3 separate regions of the Sus scrofa genome follow, and all the other regions are linked to region 3. A link is a contact called in public Hi-C and HiChIP or PLAC-seq data. All regions are on one chromosome and are shown on one strand. Each heading gives the region's core, a stretch centred on a gene start, on an enhancer-like site or on the middle of the called end of the contact. The rest is flanking DNA. Distances are from core to core; before and after follow the strand shown.

Evidence for each region. A called contact is a pair of places that touch in the nucleus more often than the background predicts. HiChIP or PLAC-seq counts read pairs in DNA pulled down with a chosen protein or histone mark.
Region 1: a contact with region 3 is called in an H3K27ac HiChIP or PLAC-seq map of alveolar macrophages. The contact joins the promoter of UNG here to the promoter of SSH1 in region 3. A contact is called at or near these places in 1 of 5 promoter capture datasets (fetal liver), 3 of 47 Hi-C or Micro-C datasets (embryonic fibroblasts, heart right ventricle and omental adipose tissue) and 2 of 2 datasets of contacts at active chromatin or transcription factors (alveolar macrophages and skeletal muscle).
Region 2: a contact with region 3 is called in a Hi-C map of mesenteric adipose tissue, with 2.5 times the contacts expected there. The contact joins the enhancer-like site here to the promoter of SSH1 in region 3. A contact is called at or near these places in 2 of 5 promoter capture datasets (fetal liver and liver), 25 of 47 Hi-C or Micro-C datasets (alveolar macrophages, blood, brain and 13 more) and 2 of 2 datasets of contacts at active chromatin or transcription factors (alveolar macrophages and skeletal muscle).

The regions. Positions count from the first base shown.
Region 1 is chr14:41,756,520-41,759,312 of Sscrofa11.1, forward strand. It overlaps UNG (uracil-DNA glycosylase), which reads right to left and starts at 1,322. Exons shown (of 7, transcript XM_003132925.6): 1 at 1,091-1,322; 2 at 206-412. The coding sequence starts at 1,219.
Region 2 is chr14:42,127,285-42,130,262 of Sscrofa11.1, forward strand. All of the region lies in intron 3 of CORO1C (coronin-1C), which reads left to right. Among named protein-coding and RNA genes, the nearest start is that of SELPLG, 30 kb to the right of the region's middle. Within about 2 kb of position 1,452, at least 33 of the 83 cell types and tissues checked have an H3K27ac peak or open chromatin away from gene starts, as enhancers often do. A contact at or near this core is called in alveolar macrophages, fetal liver, fetal skeletal muscle and 6 more, where this site is marked.
Region 3 is chr14:41,962,544-41,965,371 of Sscrofa11.1, forward strand. SSH1 (protein phosphatase Slingshot homolog 1) reads left to right here and starts at 1,403. Exons shown (of 16, transcript XM_001929329.5): 1 at 1,403-1,588. The coding sequence starts at 1,520.

The DNA of each region.
Region 1 (2,793 bases), core at 72-2,571, 210 kb before region 3:
ACCAAAGAGGTTAAAAGAAACTATGTTATCTCAGTCTTTTAAAGACCTTTAACTGTGCAGTTGAGAAACATCATGGCTGTATTTTTCCCTTTTAGCGTAAAAAGGACGCTGAACGAGGAAAAGGAGATCACGAAGGCAGTATCCTAAAACGTAGGCTTGGCCGGCTATATGAACAAGATAAAGGGCCCGCAGCCTGAACGATTACCTTTATAAAATATGGTTTCCCGAACTCGCCGCTGAGGTGCTTCTTCCAACTCTCACCAAAACCCACCGGCACGTTGCGCGCTGCAAGCCTGAGCAGCGCAGCGGCCTTGTTTCTCTGGATTCGGGCCAACTGCTCGGGGCTTAGTGGCGACGAGGGCGGCGTGCCGGGCTCCTCCTGCCCTGTCCGGATCTTCTTGACGGAGCTGGCCTGCAAGTGGTCCCCGCAGAGGCGGGTCACCAGCTGCAGAAGGCCTCCCCCAGGGGCCCGCAACTTCCGCCCCCAACCCAACAGCCCAGGGCAAAGAACACCCATTCGTAGGGTTTCAGCCCTACCGCGTAGGTCTGTGCAAAACTGGACTCTGGGAACCCAGAGCTGATCCCAGTTCGGCACTAGCAGGCTGGTGCCCCAAATTTCGAGTTTGGCACCAAAACAGGGCGGGAGAATGGCTAGAAGAGGGACCGCGGCGTTCCGGGAGGAGCTCGCGGGGAGGCGGGCCGGGCACCCAGACGCCCCGCCTCCCCGCGGGTCCCGCCACTCGCGTCCCCACGTGGCCTTTTCGCGGCAAAACCTCTCCTCGAGGGCCCGCCCTCCCTCCTCTGATTGGAGGGCCGGCCCAGCAGGGCCGCCCCCTCGCTTCTGAATGGTGACATGGTCCCCGAGGGTCGCCCCCATTGGCTGATCCCTCACCATGGCCGCCGTCTGGGCACCAAGGCGGCTGTTTTGAACACGTGGAGGCCCCAGCTTACCCAGTCAGGGATACGTTCCTGCAACTCCTAAGTCGCGCAGGGGCTGCCAGCCTCCTCGCCCTCATCACCCTCCTCACCCTCTTCGCCCTCCCTTCTCTCCCCTGCCCCGGGCCCATAAGCGGCCCCCGCCGCGCCTCACCGTCACATCCCCATTCTCGACTACTGCAGCCACGCCAGTCCCCAGGTCGTCTGGCTCGGGGCTGCAGGCACGTCGCTTCCCGGAGGCATTCGGGGAGAAGAAGGAGTAGAGCGTCTTCTGGCCAATCATACTGGAGCCGAGGAGGGAGCGAGAGCGCGACGCCAGGAGACCCGCGAGGTTGGCGCCAGCTGGAGCGATGAGCAGTTGGCGCCAAGCGGCCCGCGCATGCTCCGACTTGCGGTCTGGGCGGGGGGCTGTAGAGGGTCTAGTGCGCATGTGCGGGAGGGGCTCCTGAGCCATGGCCCTGGGGCAACATGGGGCTGTGAACTGTTTGGAGTGGGCGGGGCTCCTCGGTTCGATTCAGTTCTGTACTTTGTTTCTTTATTCCTATTCATTTTACCTCTGCCTTGGGCAAGTCCCTCCACCTCTCAGAAGCAAAAAGAAGATAAAAGTACCTTCCCCTAGGGTTGTTGTGGGAATGAAATTAGCATTCAAGTTTTGCATTCAAAAACATTATCCAATTTTCACCACCTGTTTTACTGACGACAAACTAAGGCCCAGAGGCCCAACCTGTAAGGTTTGGGGGAGACTTTAATAGAGGTTAGGACGATTAAACTTAAAACCAGTCACCCTCCCAAAGGCACCACCATTCACCCCCAGTACCTGCAAGTCTCTTCCTTTCTCCGGGGAACATCCAAACCATCACATGTAGTCTTGGTTATATCTCCAAAATAAAGTCAAACGCCGCTCTGTCTCCTGGCTACTACCAAGTCATCTTTTTTGAAATGTAAACTACCCTTTAATAATCCCCAGGTTAAAACTGTATAGTTTCCAAACATGCCTGGAATGAAATCCCTGCTTCTTACCCTGCTGGTAAGGCTGCTGACACCCCACCCCCGTCCCGGTGACACGATGAAGCTGGCTCTCAGCATATTCACAGGCACCCCTTGTGTGGTCTTTACACCTTGCACAAACTGCCTCTCTATCTGGAAAATTTCAGGTCTCAGCTCAAGACCCCACTTTCAAAGGGCCTTCTCCTGCCCCATTTTCTAGCAGGTCACTCTATTTGTAGCTTCTGTTCTTTCTAAAATTATTTATTCTTTCCTTGTTTATTTCTGTCTCCATCTCCAAAATGTAACCTGTGTGAGGGCAGGGACTTTATCCTTGCTACTGTTGTGTTTCAGAGCCTAGAACAAGGGGCTTGATGTGTAAGAAGAAGAGAGGCTCTTAATTTTCAATTATTTTTCAAATGATAAAATAAAAGCCACTTTGAAAAATTTCACAGTGCTGTATAAAATGACACATACACTTACAGTGTGCCCCTGCGATCCCACTCCTGTGTATTTACCCAAGTTAAATTAAAATCTATATTCAGGAGTTCCCATCGTGGCGCATGGAATTGATTCTGACTAGGAACCATGAGGTTGCAGGTTCAATCCCTGGTCTCCATCAGTGGGTTAAGGATCTGGCGTTGCCATGAGCTGTGGTGTAGGTCGCAGACGGCGACTCGGATCTGGTGTGGCTGTGGTGTAGGCTGGCAGCTGCAGCTCCGATTAGACCCCTAGCCTGGGAAACACCATATGCCATGGGTGCGGCCCTGAAAAGGCAAAAGACAAAAAAAAAAAAAAAAAAAAAAACTATATTCACACAAGAGTTCATACATGAGTGGATTATTTGTATTTTCCCCAAACCGGAAACAACCC
Region 2 (2,978 bases), core at 202-2,701, 160 kb after region 3:
TGTCACCTAACTCCTATTCATCCTTAGAGGTTGTCTCCTCCGGGAGCCTTCCTGGATGTACCAAGCTTCGGTAGCAAGAAGGTAACCTAATTTTTACTCAGCACTGAGCTTACCCGAGCGTCACACTGGTGACGTAGACTGTGGTTTCCTAGTGAAAAGGACATGTAATAACCACAGCTAACACTTAACCCACAGCCTGCCTTAGCATTATTCTGAGTGCTTTGTATTCATGTTACCACATTGGTCTCCAGACACGCCCAGTGAGGACAGGTTCATTATTATAGACTCATTTTATAGATGAGGAAACTCAAAGCCCCAAATGTTTAGGTGAATGTCCCCAAGGTCCTGCAGCTGATAGCAGAATCAGGATATTCCTCACCCCTGCACTGCATTGGAGGTGACTGTGTGCCAGGCAGTGTTAATGCATTTAATCCTCAAAGCAGCCCTAGGAAGTACAGGTCCTGATTCTTCCCTGCGCAGTGATGTTGAGCTCTTTGCCCAGGACCATCACAGTAAGAGGCCCCAGGCAGGATCTGCACCAAGGTCTCTGGCTTCAGAGCCCTTGCTCCAGCCAGCTGCTTGTCTTTGCTGTCTGGCTTCCAGTCTCATAGACACCTCTGCTTTTTTAGATTGTAAACCCCTTGAGAGCGGAGCCTGTGTTATCCTTCCCTCCTTGCCTGGTAACAGGCCTGTGCTGTGGTGGTTACTCAAGGAAAGAGCTACATGGCTGAGTGACTGAGATCGTGAGATGGGTTAGGTGCCTGGATGAAAATGCATAAGCCTTGTTGAGGAGACCATTGAATCTGCCAAAAGTGAGACAGAGGAGGGACAGAGAGGTTTCTCGTTTTCAAAATTGCATAATAAGCGTTTTGCTCCATCAAAATCTCCTGGCAATCCAAGGAAAAGATGAAACTAGAGAAAGGAGAAGATGAAGTCCTGTTATGAGCTCTACTTCCACCCTCATATTTAAGCAGGAAATGCTGGTTATATCCAAAGCCTCCCATCACTCCACGCCTCATTAGGGATTTAGAAAAGGCACTATTTAATCATGGTGGGTCAGGCACTGAAGGTTTTACGATCCCTGTGGGAAAAATCCAGCAGCCAGTGGTCACACTGCCATCTGGAGGCGTCAGGTGGTATATCACTACTCTTTCTGTTGTAAGCGTGGGTCAGAATTCGTCTTGCAAAATGCATTTCCTGTTGAGTCACCAAAGTCCTGTTTCATAATTGTTCCTCTCCCGACTTTGTGCTTTGATCAAATCATTAGTTGTTTTCTGTTCCTTCTGTTCAAAATTTTAGTCCTGTTTTATATTCAGATAACCAAGTTCAGTGTGGAGCAGTTTTACTGATCATAAATCCTTGAATAAAAATGGTGCGTATCAGGGTGAAAGCAAAGAGGTAATGATGGATGGTAGCAGATGCCCATTCCCCCAGGGGAGAGGGGCCTGGGTCAGAGTCTGCCCCTTTCGGTGGAGAGAGGCAGTGGTCTGGGGGAGGGGTTAGGGGAGGCCAGGTAGATTCCTAGATTCCTTTTGCCTCTCGTGCTTGCTCACATCTGCCTTGTCATCATCATCATCATCATCATATTTTAGGGCCTCACCCATGACATATGGAGGTTCCCAGGCTACGGGTTGAATCAGAGCTGCAGCTGCCAGCCTACACCACATCTGCGACCTGCACTACTACAGCTCACAGCTATGTCAGATCCTTAACCTGCTGAGCGAGGCCAGGGATTGAACCCACATCCTCATAGATACTGGTTGGGTTCGTTACTGCTGAGCCACCATGAGAACTCCTTTTTTTATTTTTATTTTTATTTATTTATTTATTTATTTTTGTTTTTTGTCTTTTTTGTTGTTGTTGTTGTTGCTATTTCTTGGGCCGCTCCCGCGGCATATGGAGGTTCCCAGGCTAGGGGCCGAATCGGAGCTGTAGCCACCGGCCTACGCCAGAGCCACAGCAACGCGGGATCCGAGCCGCGTCTGTGACCTACACCACAGCTCACGGCAACGCCGGATTGTTAACCCACTGAGCAAGGGCAGGGACCGAACCCGCAACCTCATGGTTCCTAGTCGGATTCGTTAACCACTGCACCACGACGGGAACTCCGAGAACTCCTTTTTTTAAATGTTTTTTTTTTTTTTTTAATTTTTTCGGCTTTTTTTTTTTTTTTAACTTTTATTTTTTTGATCACAGCGTTCAGCACCTTGATGTGGGATCTTAGTTCCTAGATCAGGGATTGAATGTGGTGCCACAGCAGTGAGTGCGAGTCCTAACCACTAGACCACCAGGGAACTCCCTGCCTTGTTGAAAATTTGTTGAATGAGCATTCAGGAGAAATTAAGTGATGTCCTAAACTGAGGCCCTCAAAAGGCAGGTTTATGAATGATCATGTAATTCATGACTTTGCTGCATTCTTCAGGATGGCAGGCAGACTTTTTGTTGTGATTTTTTGTGGGACAGCAGAACTGAGCTGAACCCTAACCACTCCCAATCCAGACTCTGCCTTCCACTGAGCGATTGAAAACAGACAGTTGTTTGTCTCCTCCTTAGAAATCCCCAACAAAGGAAAATTCTGTTTCTCACTTGTTCCACTGTTGAGCATGAGTTTTTCACTGGCAAGTGCTAAATTTCTTATGAACTAGTTCCCTAAAATCTTTTTTTGGTAGAAAATTTACTTGTTTTTTAATCGTCATACAGAGGAAGGTAATGTTTTAAACTGTAGCCTTTTCATAAACTTAAATGTTAGCTAATAGCTGGTTTTAACGGCTTTTAACTGTATGTAAAAAGTAATTCACATACAGGTCACCCATTTAAAATGTACAGCTCAGTGCTCTGTAGTATATTCACAGGTGTGCACCACCATCACCACAGATGATTTTAGAACGTTTTCACCACCTCAAAAGGAAACCCTCTGTTCTTTAGCTGTTGCACCCCTGGCCCCAGCCCTGAGCAGCCCCTAATCTCCTTTCTGGACA
Region 3 (2,828 bases), core at 153-2,652:
ATAGGCCAGCAGCTGCAGCTCCAATTCAACCCCTAGCCTGGGAACTTCCACATGCTGTGGCCCTAAAAAAACAAAAACAAAACAAACAAAAATCCCATAGATTAAAAAACAATAACAATCCCACAACACTCCATAGAGGCTATAGTCACCCCTGTTGAGAACCATCTTTGAGATAAATGATGCTGAGGGAATATGCAGGAGGAATATGCCCCTGGATCTGAGGGAAGCAAGAGGAGGGATCTAGGAGGCTGCTTAGGTTGCTGGGCGGGCAGTGAGATGGTCCGTGGAGCCCTTTGTTAAAATGGGGAGCAGGTCTGGACCAGCAAATCTGCGGATGCTTGCGCAATGTGCGTGCAGTGACGGGGCGGGGCGGGGGGGGGGGGGGAGTCAAGCCAGTGTCACCTTCTTAGTATCTTACTCCATGTGCTTCTCTCCATCCCCATTCTGGTCACCTCCTCCCAAGAGGACAGCAGTGGCCCACCAGGTCTCCATTTCTCTGCCCCAGTCCATTTTTCAAGAGCTGCCAGAGCTTCCTAGACTGCACCCCGGTTCGCATCACTCCCCGCCCCACCCCAGGCTCGCATCACTCCCCGCCCCACCCCAGGCTCCAGCCTCTGATGGACAATCTCCTTTTAGTTTCTGGGCCGTTGTGCCCACGCCTTCCCACCACCCCCACCACCCCGCCCCCAGCAGTCTCCTTTCCCTTCACCCGTTAATCCTGCTCATCCTTCAGGCTTCAGAGCAAATGCCCCTTTTGCAGAGAAGCTTTTCCTTGACTTCCTAAGGAGCTAGCTGGGTTTCTGGACACAAAAGGAATTCATAAAAAAGACTGGCATAATTATTTTTAAAACATCTCGTAATTTGATTCGCTTCTTTCAAATCCCTGAGGGCAAGCCTAATCTACGTTGCTCACGGTTGAATACTGTATGGCAGCATTTAGTAGGCGCTCAATAAATATTTCATAAATAAATGAACGAATGAATTTCTGCAGACTGCTTCTCGGAGTTCAAGAAGCGGAGACCAGGAGGTTCTAATTTTCTCGTAGTTGAGCCTTTCCGCCCTAGGTATTACCCGCTGCTCAGCCCGCGAGCCTCGGTTTAGCAGGCAGGCGCAAGGGGTGGGCCTCTGGGGACCGAACTTGCTCGCCTACGCGCGCGCCCCCGACCCCCAGGCTGGAGGGCCGGGCGCGCGGAACACTGGGCGCGCGCGTCGGGCACGCGGGGGACGTGACTGGCTGGCCGAGCCTCCAGCCGCCACTAGAGTTCCGGCGCCGCGCACGCGCGACCCGCCCCGGTCGCTCCCCCCCGCCCCCCTCCTCGCTCAGGCCCGGCGCGCGCCGGCGCGGGAGGCGGGGGTGGGGGGGCGGGGACAGCGGCGGACGCCGAGGGGGAGGGGCGGGCCCGGCCCGGCTCGGCCCGGCCGCCCGCGCACGGCTCCTGGAGAGCCCCGGGCCCGGCCCGGGCGGCGGCGGCGGCTGTAGCCCGAGGCCTCGGCGGTGCCCTAACGCCGCGCCGCAGCCATGGCCCTGGTGACCCTGCAGCGTTCGCCCACGCCCAGCGCCGCCTCCTCCTCCGCCAGCAACAGCGAGGTGAGCCCCGGGCCCGCGGCCCCGGCCCGGCCGAGCAGCCGCTGCGCCAGGCCTGGGACGCGAGTGCGGGGCGCCAGGGAGTGCTCCGGGGGCAGCTTCGAGGGGTCCTTAGCCTGCGAGGACCCCGTTGGACTACCCCGCCCGGGCAGCCGAGCTGGGGTGACTGCTGGAAGCAGTGTGCGGGTGTGAGCGGGCGTGATCCAGTTGAGAGTGACTTGTGCTGAATGTGTGTGAGAGACCCCCTTGTGGGCGTGACTGTGCGTACGGATGTGACCATGTTGGGGGTGACTGCATGAGACTGTGTGAGAACCCCCCCCCCCCCGCAATCTGGAAGCAAGTGTGAGTGTGACTCCCACCTAGGGGTGACTGAGTGTGAGCTCCGACTGGGGGTGACTGTGCATGAGACTGTGAGTATGACCCCCATCCGGGGGTGACTGTGTGTGTGAGAGACAGTGACCCCTGTCTGGAGGTGACTGTGGGGGATACTGCATCTGGGACTAGGATTCCTGACCAGTGACTGTGTGAAATGATGTGGTTCTGTGATTCCAGACCTTGAGGCTGGTCTAAGCCCTTTCCCTGTGTGCCCAGCTGTGTGTATGCCAGCCTGTGTGTGCCTTTCCCTGAGTGACTCTGGCCTGTCTACTGGGACCTGTGCCTGTTCAATGCGGCAGGAGAGGAGGCCCAGGTGCTCCTGTGAAAGTGAGATTGTTCCCCGACTGCACACCCTTTGGAGTTCTGGCTCTTGGTGTGAGTGGCTGTGCCTCTTCGGGGGCCGGTGTCACGGTGTGACAGTGGCTGAGTGAGCTCAGGGTGCTGTGTGACTGTGTATCTTAAGTTTTTGTGTGCAGCTGAGTTTGAGTTTATCATTTGGGGCTGCATGTTTGTGTGCATCAGGCCGAGTGGCTGAGGCCAATTCCGGGGTTTCTGGGATGGCATGGGTGCTTTCTGGGGCTGAAAGGACACCTCTGCACTGTGCGGATTTCTGTGGGTCTGCTGGTGACCTGGCCTGTGTGAGGCTGGCTCCTTGCTCTGGGGTGGACTGGGGGATTGGTTCTCTGAGTACACAGTTGGGCTGGACTGCCCTAGGCTGGGCCTCAGGCCTCCAAGCAGGGGAACCAGTTAGGGCCTCTGGTCTAAACTCACATCCGTGGCAAGGCAGAGCCATGACCTGCAAGCACAGCTGCTGGAGGAGGAGATGGGGAACTGTTTAGAGAAGGGAGGGAGGGGAGGCTGGGGGAGG